2 separate regions of the Gossypium hirsutum genome follow, and region 2 is linked to region 1. The links are chromatin contacts, called in public Hi-C maps. All regions are on one chromosome and are shown on one strand. Each heading gives the region's core, a stretch centred on a gene start, on an enhancer-like site or on the middle of the called end of the contact. The rest is flanking DNA. Distances are from core to core; before and after follow the strand shown.

Region 1 (5,635 bases), core at 2,016-4,515:
CCAACTCGTCAAGCAGTCCGACATAACTCAACCAATGGTTCCACTAGCACAAGCGATATATTAGGTGAAACATATAATAAATAAAAACATTTACTACATAAACTACGTATTTATTGATAAATTATGTTTACCTCATTACCAACGGGAACACGTATGAGTCTGTGACTCTAGGACGTAAAAATAGTATTCACCATCAAGCCCATGACTACAGCAACAACAAGCAACTACCGATCGATATCTTATCCTGTTGTGTTGCACGAGAAAGCTCCCGGTATAACGTAGACAATACGGCAAATCCCCAACTTAGTTTTGTGCATTCACTAAAGTCCATTAGATGTAGAAGCCACCTTATGTGCACCAATTTTCTAGATTTATCAGGCATTAAAATGCCCCTAATTAACCTCATGATGAATGCTCAGGCGTATTGCTGTATGACCACCTCCATTGCATCCTCGGAAAGTTTATTGAAATTTTTCTCCAACTAGTTGGTTGATATTCAACCATCTTCGAACCTATTTGAGACCTTCCCCAACATTGTCGTGCAGAGGTCCACTTTCCCCGAAACCACCACTGACCCTATGATGACTAGCCCTTCCACCGGCAGACCAAGCTGTAATGCTACGTCCTCGAGTGTGATTCTGCACTCGCCGCATAGAAGGTGGAAAGTGTGTGTTTCAAGCCTCCATCTTTCCACCAACAGGCTGATTAATATGGGATCGAGTTTGTAGCCCTCTTGCCTGTGAGACGCACATAAGAATCCAGCCTATTGTAGGTACCCATGAATTTCAGTAATCAAAGGCTCCCTTGTAGTATGTATGAATGCCTCTAGCACACGATCGTCCGCCTATTTACAACATTAAAAAAATATTTAGATTTATCGAAAAAAATTAACATAATTAAAAATAACGAAAATATAAAAATAACCAATTACTGTTGCTATTTGGGCAGCAGAAATATGGTTGTCATCGAAACGGATTAGAGAGGCGTCCATTCTTGAGAAATTGATCCGAACGAATAAAATACGATATAATTAAAAATATATTATTTTTAAATAAAAATATAAATAAAATTTGAATAAAAAGCTTAAGAGAGTTTAAAAGAAGGATATGAATGAAAAAAAAATGAAATTTAGGGGGTATTTATAGGGTTAAAAAAGTAACCGTTATGATTTTTAATTTTTTTTACCATTTGGCACAAACAACAGTTAAAAAGTCATTAAAGTTACTGTTGTGGGAAAGGGCGTCTAGTTGGGCGCGCTTTCACATTCTCTCTCCTAAAACCGGCCTATTTCCCTAATTAAAATAAAAATCAACCTAAAGGCCTAAATAAAAATAATAATACAGCCTAAAGGCCTTATTTTCCAAATTTTAGGATAAATTACATTAATAGTCATCTAATTATGAAAAGTTACAAAATGGTTATCCAATTATTTGATTTTCTTTTTCTTTTTTTAGCCATCCATTGTTAAATTGGTAATGGAAAGATGACATGGCAATTTTTAAAATGGGCATAATAACAAATTTAGCCTTCAACATTTACTTAATTTTTAAAAATTTAGCCCTCAATATTTACACATTTCTTAATTGTATCCTATATTTTACATGAAAATATAATTTAATACACAATGAGTAAACTAGAAATAAAAGCAAAAATATTTTTTTAGAAAAACTTCATCTATTATTAAACTAGACAATCCTCAAATACATTGCTTTCCTTATACTTCAAATGACTAAGAACTTGATATCTCTCAATGAATTAATTTATTTTTTGTTAGCTTGAGTTGACTGCCATTAATGAAGCAAATCAAAGCTTAAAAAAATTATTCTCTTAAAGTTGTTAGACTTACAATTGGATTGAATAAGTGAAGCAGGTATTTTTTTTTCAAGCAATTGAATTAGCTTCACCTTTTTTTCAAAATTTGAGTTGTTTTGTTTCTTGTTGCTCATTGAATCAAACGCAAGGATAATGTCGAAAAGGGTCACAAAGAAAAGCAAAACTACAAAATGATCAAATTACATGTGTAAACATTGAGAGTTTGATTTTTTAGAATTAAGATTAAATTGACACAGTGGATAAATGTTGAGAGTTAAAGTTATTATTATATCAATTTTCTAAAGCTACTGCATTAACTTTTATTAGCCATTTAACGATTGGTGACTAAAAAAGAAAAAAAATCGAAAAGTTGGGTGATCATTTTTTAACTTTTCATAGTTAGGTGACAAAAAAAAGACTAATAATTGAGTGATTACTAGTATAATTTACCTTAAATAATAGGATTAATATATTCGGAGGTACCTGAATTGGCAACTTATACTTACTTGATATCTAAACTTGAAAATCGTAAACTAACTTGATACATTTTTTAGGTACCTAACGAACAGCATTAAAATATGACATTAACTACCAATAGCATATGCCATATGACAATATCATATTTTGACATGTGGCAAAAATTAAAAATATATATTTAAATACGAGACTACCACATGTCACCATGACATTGGTGGTGAGTGATTATATTTTAATAGTGTTAATCATGTACCTAAAAAAAAGTATCAAGTTAATTTATAATTTTCAAATGTAGATACCAATTAAGTCTAAAAATTTAGATACCAAAAATTAATTGCCAAATTCAAGTCCAACTATATATATTAACCCCTAAATAATAATTTAATAAGGTATTTTTATATACTTTAATTTTAAATTTTGATTTGAAACGCTATTCACTCTTCGTAACTTCCTTCTTCTTCTTTTTTTTTCTAAATTATATATTTTGAACGTGAATGTGCATAGATAAATTTAAACCTTTTGAATCTTAATAAATTATAGTATTAAAAATAATTATTTACTTAAAAACTATTACTTTATTTTTTTAAAAAAAATATAACTTATTTTAAAAAATATTTTTTAATCCACAAAGTGCGATGAATTCTAGTTCATATAAAAAAATTTGATATATTGATAATTAAATTTTAGAATTATTCATATAATCATGTTATATGCTTTATAAGAGATCATTGAGACACGTTTTGGATAGAAATAAATAAAATATTAATGACTTTGTCTTATTGATGTGTGCAATGTGACTGTTTTAATGTACAAAGGCTTTCCATCTGTGTGCTTTGTGACAAATTTCCTTAGTGGAGATCGTCATGATAAAAAGCTGGAACCAAGCATTCAGTTTTTGGAATTATGCATTTGGATGCCCAGACTGAAACAAACAAAAAGGCTATTATTATTTTCGTGGTTGGTTTGACCTCGTATTCAGTCATACAGACCTCAGTATTTCACCTCATTATCCATCCAATTAAGACCCACTCAGTATTTGATTGATCATTTCCAGATCCCTGATCAAAGATTAATTGAAATGGAAGGGAGGAAATTTGGGGTAAATTTAGATAAAGTCAGTCAACCAACCATGTTACCTGTAATCCAGCAAGTCCCAGCTAATGATGGTGCCAAGTCACATGGTCCCAACTTTCACAACCTGGAGACTCCCCACTATCCTGGTCACTAAGCAGACCAAGTAAAACAAACCAAGATATTGAAATCCCATGGTATGCCTACGAACACGAATCAAACTCTTAGAACACCCCCAACCCCAAAGAATAAGCTAACATCTTTCTTCATTTAACAATGAATATCTCCAAACAAATTCAACATTACCATAAACAAAGCAGAAGATGATGATACATTGAACAGTTAAAAAATGATCTCTACAGCAACTGTTAAGAATCCGGGCGCTTGAAAACGGTTTATTGTACATGAGCAAGATGCCCACTGAACACATTTGGATGAAACTATATATTGCACAATGCACACTAGATGACTAAAATAACACAATGGAATGGTACATGCTGAGTAAAATGACTATAAACCAACTAGTAACGGAGATTTGTAGGATTGCAAAGTAAAGTACATGCACTTATCTTTCATCGCTTCAGCTTCACTTCCATACTCTTTGAATTTATATTCATCCTGTTTAAAGCTAGGGGGAACTTTGCCCTCACTGTAGCATTGATTACATAGACTAAAATGAGACTTCACTTCCCTAAAGCGAGAACCAATAACTGGGTAACGGCAAACTGCACAAACCCGGCGCCCATGACGGTTCCTATCTCCATTTTCTAACTTCAACAGAGTGGACATGATACCAAATCCCCAATCAGGATCATCGAACATGGTAAGAAATTCATTGAAAGATACCATTGAGGAATCTGTTTCTCCATGAACTTCCAGGATTTCACTAATTCCATGAGAAGGAACATAAATAGCCCTCAACAATTTGATGTACTGTACAGCATCCACCTTTCTAATCTGAGAACTACCCTCATTTACTGGCCGCCATAAGAGTGCATCAAAGGCAATCCTTTTTCGTTTATTTGGAGGTCCATTACAAATGGGAGCAAGAACAGCATAAAAAATGCCCAAGTCCACCCTGCCTGATCCTGTTTCATCCAAGACAGAGAGGATACTCTCGTTTATAGCTTTGACAGCTCCTTGAAAGGTTTCAGGTTTTAGAAAACGAAGTAATCTGCGTAGAATTCCTTCCAAATTAGGCTTACGAATGGATTTCTGAGGACCTCCGCCACCAGAGTAGGAGACTGGTACATCAATTTCATTCATTTCCTTCTTCAAAAGATCTACATTGCAACGGCTCAATCTTGTAATTCTCTGGAAAGCCCTAATTTGAATAGCACTTCCTAAATCCTGCCTCAATGTAGTCTTCTCACCAACAGTCTTGAATTTTGATGGCTCCACTATTACAAAAGCCCCTTCTCCATTGGCACCACCTTTACTCTTTACCTTCTTCTTCTGCAGCTGTTTCAAATGGTAAATGGCATCGTGTAATTCAACCCTGTTTGTCATTTTCAAAGCCTCCTTCAAAGCTTTCTTAGCTTCTTCAGTTTCTCCAGCTCCCAACAAAGAAACAGCCTTATTGAGCTGTGCCCGCCAATGATTCGGCCACACCGCTAAAACCCTAGTGTACATTTCAGAAGCTCTCTGGAACCTACCCAAGTCCATATAAAGCCCACCTAGATTGTATAAAGCATCAACATGACCAGGTTTCAAGTCAATAGCTTTCTGGAAAACCTCAATTGCCCTCTCATCTTCACCCAGAGCATGCAAAGCTGATCCCAAATCACAATGTGCATCAGCATAATCTGGTTTCATGAAAATAGCCTCTTCTAAAGCCTTTGCAGCTGCCCTATACTCCCCAACCCCGAAAAGAGCACTACCCAAAAGTTTCAAAGCTCTAAAATGCGTGGGACAAAGGATGGCAGCCTCTCTATAATACTCACAAGCACTTAAAACCATACCTTCTCCTTCGAGAGCAATCCCAAGATTGACATAAATTTGAGGAAGCAAATAACCCCATTGATTCCCACCTGCCTCAGCTGCTTCCAAAGCCAACAAAAACTCTTCTTTAGCTTCTTTGTACTTTCCTAACACATATAAACAATTCCCAGCTCTAAAATGCGGCCTCACATCCATTGGCTGCAATTCGCAAGACCTTTTGAAACTAATCAAAGCTTCTTTAAACAACTGATGCTCATATAAAACCCTCCCAATAGCCATTTGTCCATCAAATGCTTCTTCTCTTGACCTTGCCCCATCGGCTCTACTCCTTAAA
Region 2 (5,635 bases), core at 1,028-3,527, 120 kb before region 1:
GTAAAAATATTATAAAATATAGTGTGGCATTTAGTCCATGTTGTTAGTTAAAAGAGGAAGGAATCCCACATTGTTTAGGAACAAGCTGCAAACTTATTCATGAGTCTATATATACACATATCTCATATCTCACATTGCTTAAGAAAACAACAGAAATGGGACTTTCAGTCTATATAAAGATTTGCTTGTAAGTTTTATTTCCATATTAATTGGTGAAACCTTAAAAAAAATGGTGTTGTCACTTTAAGCCTTTTTTAAGGTCTATTCTTATAAATTTTTAAAAAAAATTGGTCTATTTTTATAATATTTAAAAATGACCTTTTTTGAAAATTTAAACTCGGGCTAAAACGCGTCCTTGGGGGAGCGTTTTTGCCACATCAGCAAAGCACGTCCATGAGGGTGCGAGTTTTGCTAACATGGCAAAAACGCTCCCCTAGGGAAGCATTTTGCTGGCATATCCCCTGAAATCGCGCTGACGTGGATGTGTTTTTGCAAAATTTGACTTTTTTCGGTAAATAATAAAAAAATTGACTCATTTCTGTAATTAAATTTTGAAAAGGGCCTTTTTGAGTAAAATGGCCAAAATATTTTATTTTATAATTAAGGTATTTTTATGTATATATTTTATAATACATAAAAATTAATTTTTATAATTATCTCTTTTAATATATTATCTCTTAAATTTGAATTTGAATTCTTTTCATGTAATATAACTAACATATTAATAATTCTTGTTTGTAATTGTTCCAACATTTTAAGAATAAATATAATCGCTATTTTATGGTATCAAATTTTGATAATGATTTTGTGGACATACATTCACATATTTTGCTACTTATAATTTAAAGAATAAGATTTATAGCGGTACTCCGATTTGGATATTATAGACAAAAATGGCCAGCATATAATTAAACTAACTGATTAAACCGATTAAAGAAAACTAGAGGTTTCAAAGTTCTCATCAAAGATGGACTTGCTCGTTGAAGTTTGAAAATTCATCCATATGGGTTTAAACAAAAGTATCTTGTTTAAAAATTGTTGAATTTAATGTTTGAGTTTTAATTCGATTGGTATTGGTATTATTATTAATGTAGGAGGATATGGGTTCGATTCCATTGAAGCGCATTATCCTCCTATTTAAGAATTGGGGAGGGACTATGGGTAATTCTAATTATATCGTATCAAAAATAACAAATATCATAAGATAATAATCTATAATGTTAAAATAATGGGTTCAGCTTAGACTTTAATTTAAGATTATAAAATGTTATATTTTTATTTTCTTTTACGAATTATGTTATTCTAATTATATGAAAATTAAAATTTTATATTATAATGTAAATATTAAAAAAAACTATATAATGGTAATACAAGAAATATATAATTACTAACTATTAAATAAAAATAATGTATATGTGCATGCTTAAACGGACTCAGATTAATCATTTATAAATTTAGATAGATTTGTGCAAAATTTGACACTCATATTAATCACGGTTGGATTTGATCAACTATCTATGATATTGATATCATACATGAACTTAATCCGTTGACACCTTTAATCTCCCTTATTCAAGAGTCTTGATTCATCTCAATCGAGTCTTGAATAGTAAATTTTGTTAATCTAAGTTTCAATCTTATTCGAATTCATATTTAATAATAAAATATTATTCATATTGTTTTAAAGGCCTAAAGGAAAAAAAATCACAAAATAATTAAGAAATAATTTAATCTTCTCTTAGAATCAATTAAGCCATTAATCGAAAGTTAACAATCAATTAAGCTCTTAAAATATATATTTTTTTGTTGAAACACATAACGAATTGTTAAATGTAGAAATGGCAGCTAACGTGGATAAAATAATGATGTGGAGGTTATTGTGGTGTTTGACATGGAAAAATGCTAATGCAGGGGCTTAATTAATTTTTTAAATTATTTTACGAAGGCTTAATTAGTTTTTAGAAAATGTAGAAAAATTATTAAAAAATTATAAAAAGAAATTATATAAAAATAATAAAATGATAAAAGAAATATAATTTATTAAAAATACAAAATTTATAAAAGGAGAAGTAATTTTAAATTTTTTAATAATTTATATAATTTTTCCTATAAGTTTCAATTTTTTTAATAATTCTATAATATTTTAATAAGTTTAAAAAAAATTTATAAACAAATTGATTCTCATTTTTGTTTTCTTTCACACATTGCCCTACATTATACCCCAACCTATCCTTCTCAACTTCCCTCACATCACTTCTCATCAATTAAAACTATTACTCATCACTCACTTTAAACTTCCAAACTACTAGAATCCCTCACTCAGCACCTCACACAATCCCCATCACTATCACACATCAAGCTTCCTATTTTTTTATTACCAAAACCAAAGGCTCCAACCTTCAAAATAACAAAATTATTATTTAATTTTAAATAATTTACCATATATTTAATATATTTATAATTTTACTAAATTTAATATATTTTTATCATATTAATAAATTTTATAACTTATTTCATAGTTTTCTATAAATTTTTAATAAATTATCTATAATTTCTAAAAGTTTTATAATATTTCTATGATTCTTGCATAGTTTTTTCGTAATATATTAATAATAATTATAAATTTAATTATTTTTTTAAATTTTCTATTTTTTTATAATTTTTTACAATTTCTAATATTTATAATGTTTTATTATTTTTCATAATATATTAAAATTATACAAAAATTATAATTTTTTAATTTTTATAGTTTTTAATAATTCTTATAATATTTTAATAATTTTTAGACTTAAATAATTACAAAAATTAATTAAATCTTCACATTAGATTTTTTTTATATATTAAAAGCAATGTCAACTGTCACATAATCATTTTTCCATATCACATGTTGGCTGGTAGCCACCACATCATCCTTAACTGTTTATCAAAGGCTTTGACAGAAACTAAATTCTAAGTGTTCAACTGATTGCTAATTTTTGATTTGGAACTCAATTGATTGTAGTTCTTTATTAACAGATTAATAATTTTTAATTATTTTACGATCACTTTTTTGACATTTAAACTTATTTTAAACAATGAAATGAGTTATCTTACTCTATTCTGTAATCTGTAACATATGTAAAAGCACAAATTTAAAAACTTTTTTGAACTAACGACAATATTCTTTAGTTTCAATTATATTTTTAAATTAATATTTAAAATTATTACTACTATACTTTTTAACAATAAATAACTTGTGATACTTTTATTTACTCTAAAAATAGTTATAATTTCACATAAAATATTTACCATTTTAGCCAATTGGAAGTTAACATGTGGAAGCATATCCACATTGTAATGCCCTAAATTTTTTTATTATTTCGGTTTCTGTAAATTTTTATACAAGCATCTGTCTGCTTCAGTGGCTAAATGTTTTGAGTGTGCGTGAGAGGTCTTGGGTTCAAGTCTCACATTTGGTAATCTTTGTTATCTTTGGATCCAAGCCTTATCCTTATTCAGTGGGCTTATATTAAATTGCTTGTAAATTTATATCAGAATAAGCCTACTGGTTTAAGTGGTAAGGAAGTTTGTGTGTTGGGGGGTCTTAAGTTTGAATCTCTGTGTGAGCGTGGATAATATATTTTTGCTCGATTGTCTGATGGTGTAAAATTAAGGAGGTTATCAGATTGCTGATTCTGTCCAGTTTTAATTCTTTTTCCCAAAATTTTTGTCCCTAACATTTTTTCTCTCTTCCCCTATCTCTCACTTTCTTTTTTTTCCTCTTCTTTAGGTTTCTGCTGTTCTCTTGTTCGTCTGATTGTGACTAAGGTTTTTGGAATCGTTAATCAGTTTGGTAAGTAGTTGGGCGATTGTTATCATTTAGGTTTTCTTTGAATTGTGGTCAATCTTAATGATTAGCCGATAAGTAGAAGTACTCGATGAATTCTGTGGTGTAGGAGAAGATTGTGAGGCAGGAAATTGCTTTTTGACGGCTTGATTTGAGGCGGTGGTCATTTTTGTTTAAGCTGTAAGTCGGTTTTGCATAATTGGATGAATCGTGTTAGGCTTATTTTTTGTTACTAAAAGGTGTTGAACATCCTATTTTAGGTAGTGGTGGTCTCAAGAGTGGTTTTGCAGCAAAAACGAATCAGTTGTGTTCCTGAAACGCAGAAAAATGAGTTTCGACGAAAGCTAAAAAATTGTTCTGTTGACACCGCACGGGCGAGTGGCTGACCGTGTGGATGGCCGTGTACGAGACACTACCGTGTGGGCCATACTGGCTTGGCCAAGTTAGGCGTGTGGGCCCACACGAGTAAGGCCAAGTATGGGCGTGTGGACCCAAAATTCTGAAATTTTTCCTACGGTTGCACGGGTTGTTCCAATCGACCGTAGGCCTATTGTAGGGTCAATAAGGGCTATTTAAACCCTATTTTGAATGTTATGATATTCTGATAGACTGATCCGAGTAGGATACTAAATGTATGCCTGACTGTACTGCCATAGGTATATCTGTTATTTGTATAAAAGTAAGTCGAGCATGTTTAATCTGATAAATCTGTATGTGATTTTCTGTATCTGATTTGGGGTAGGATTTGTATATGAGGAGGATGTATTTTGTTCGGTGTTAATCGCATTTATTCTGGCAGCTTGGCTGCATACTATCTGATATGTGTCTTAATGGCACATCGTGGTGTGTAGGGATGGATAGGTATTTTTAACCCCACATGGTGTAATGGGATGGTCGGAGTTGGTGTGTAGAGGATGAGGTTAGAATTCTGCATATCTAAAACTAAAACTGTTATCTGAATCTAAATCTGAAACTAAATCTGTATCTGTATCTGACTGTGCATGTTATTCTGTGTGTTTGCATGCTTAATTCTGTTGGGTTATACACTGAGTTTTTGTAAACTCACATCTGTTGTCTTTTTTGTCAGGTAATCCACAGACTTAGGCGGATTGTTGCGACGGAGCCTCTTGGTGACCACGAGTTCATAGATTGGTTATGTTTATGATTTTTATTTTAAAGATTATTTCTGGATTTTTGTAATAATTGGACTCTTCAGACTTTTTGACTGATTTACTTTTGGGTTTGGATTTTCGTTTTAGGATTTAACTTGCGACTGATATCTAAAAACTATGATTTATACTAAAACAAAGGTTTTTCTAAAAATATGAACTGATTTCTTGAAATATATCGTTTTTGTAAGCTTCTGCTATTAAACATGTTTTAAGGCTAATTAATTAATTGAATAAACATTTTGACAATGGATAAAGGAAAATATGAGTTTTAAAACTGAAATGGTTTTAACGTGTAGTGTTCGATATTAAAACCCATTCTTTATGACATTTCCGGATTCGACCATATCGTCTAGGTCAGGTTTGGGGTGTTACATTTAGTGGTATCAGAGTTAGGTTGTAAAACTTGACTGTGAATTTTGGGCTCCAAAATTATATTTCAAAAAGAATTGATTTTGAAATAATTTAAATAATTTGAACAATTTGAGAAAGTATATGGTACACTGAGTCTCCGGCGTCGATCCTGTAAGTATTTCTGAAACTTAGTTAAAACTTTTCTAAAACACTGTAGATAGTACATTCTGAAACTGTACTGAGTAGTTAAAGATGGAAACCTTTGGAAACAATTCTGAACTTCTGA

What was found. Hi-C and Micro-C count contacts between places; a contact is called where the count stands out from the background.
Region 2: a Hi-C map of leaf shows a contact between it and region 1, with 4 times the contacts expected there. The contact joins two enhancer-like sites. A contact is called at or near these places in 12 of 34 Hi-C or Micro-C datasets (anther, cotyledon, fibers and 4 more).

The regions. Positions count from the first base shown.
Region 1 is chrA01:23,151,486-23,157,120 of Gossypium_hirsutum_v2.1, reverse strand. It overlaps the pseudogene LOC107918004. Among protein-coding and RNA genes, the nearest start is that of LOC107918013, 130 kb to the right of the region's middle. Within about 2 kb of position 3,265, at least 6 of the 9 cell types and tissues checked have an H3K27ac peak or open chromatin away from gene starts, as enhancers often do. A contact at or near this core is called in leaf, where this site is marked.
Region 2 is chrA01:23,266,288-23,271,922 of Gossypium_hirsutum_v2.1, reverse strand. No RefSeq gene overlaps it. Among protein-coding and RNA genes, the nearest start is that of LOC107918002, 19 kb to the left of the region's middle. Within about 2 kb of position 2,277, at least 1 of the 9 cell types and tissues checked has an H3K27ac peak or open chromatin away from gene starts, as enhancers often do. A contact at or near this core is called in leaf, where this site is marked.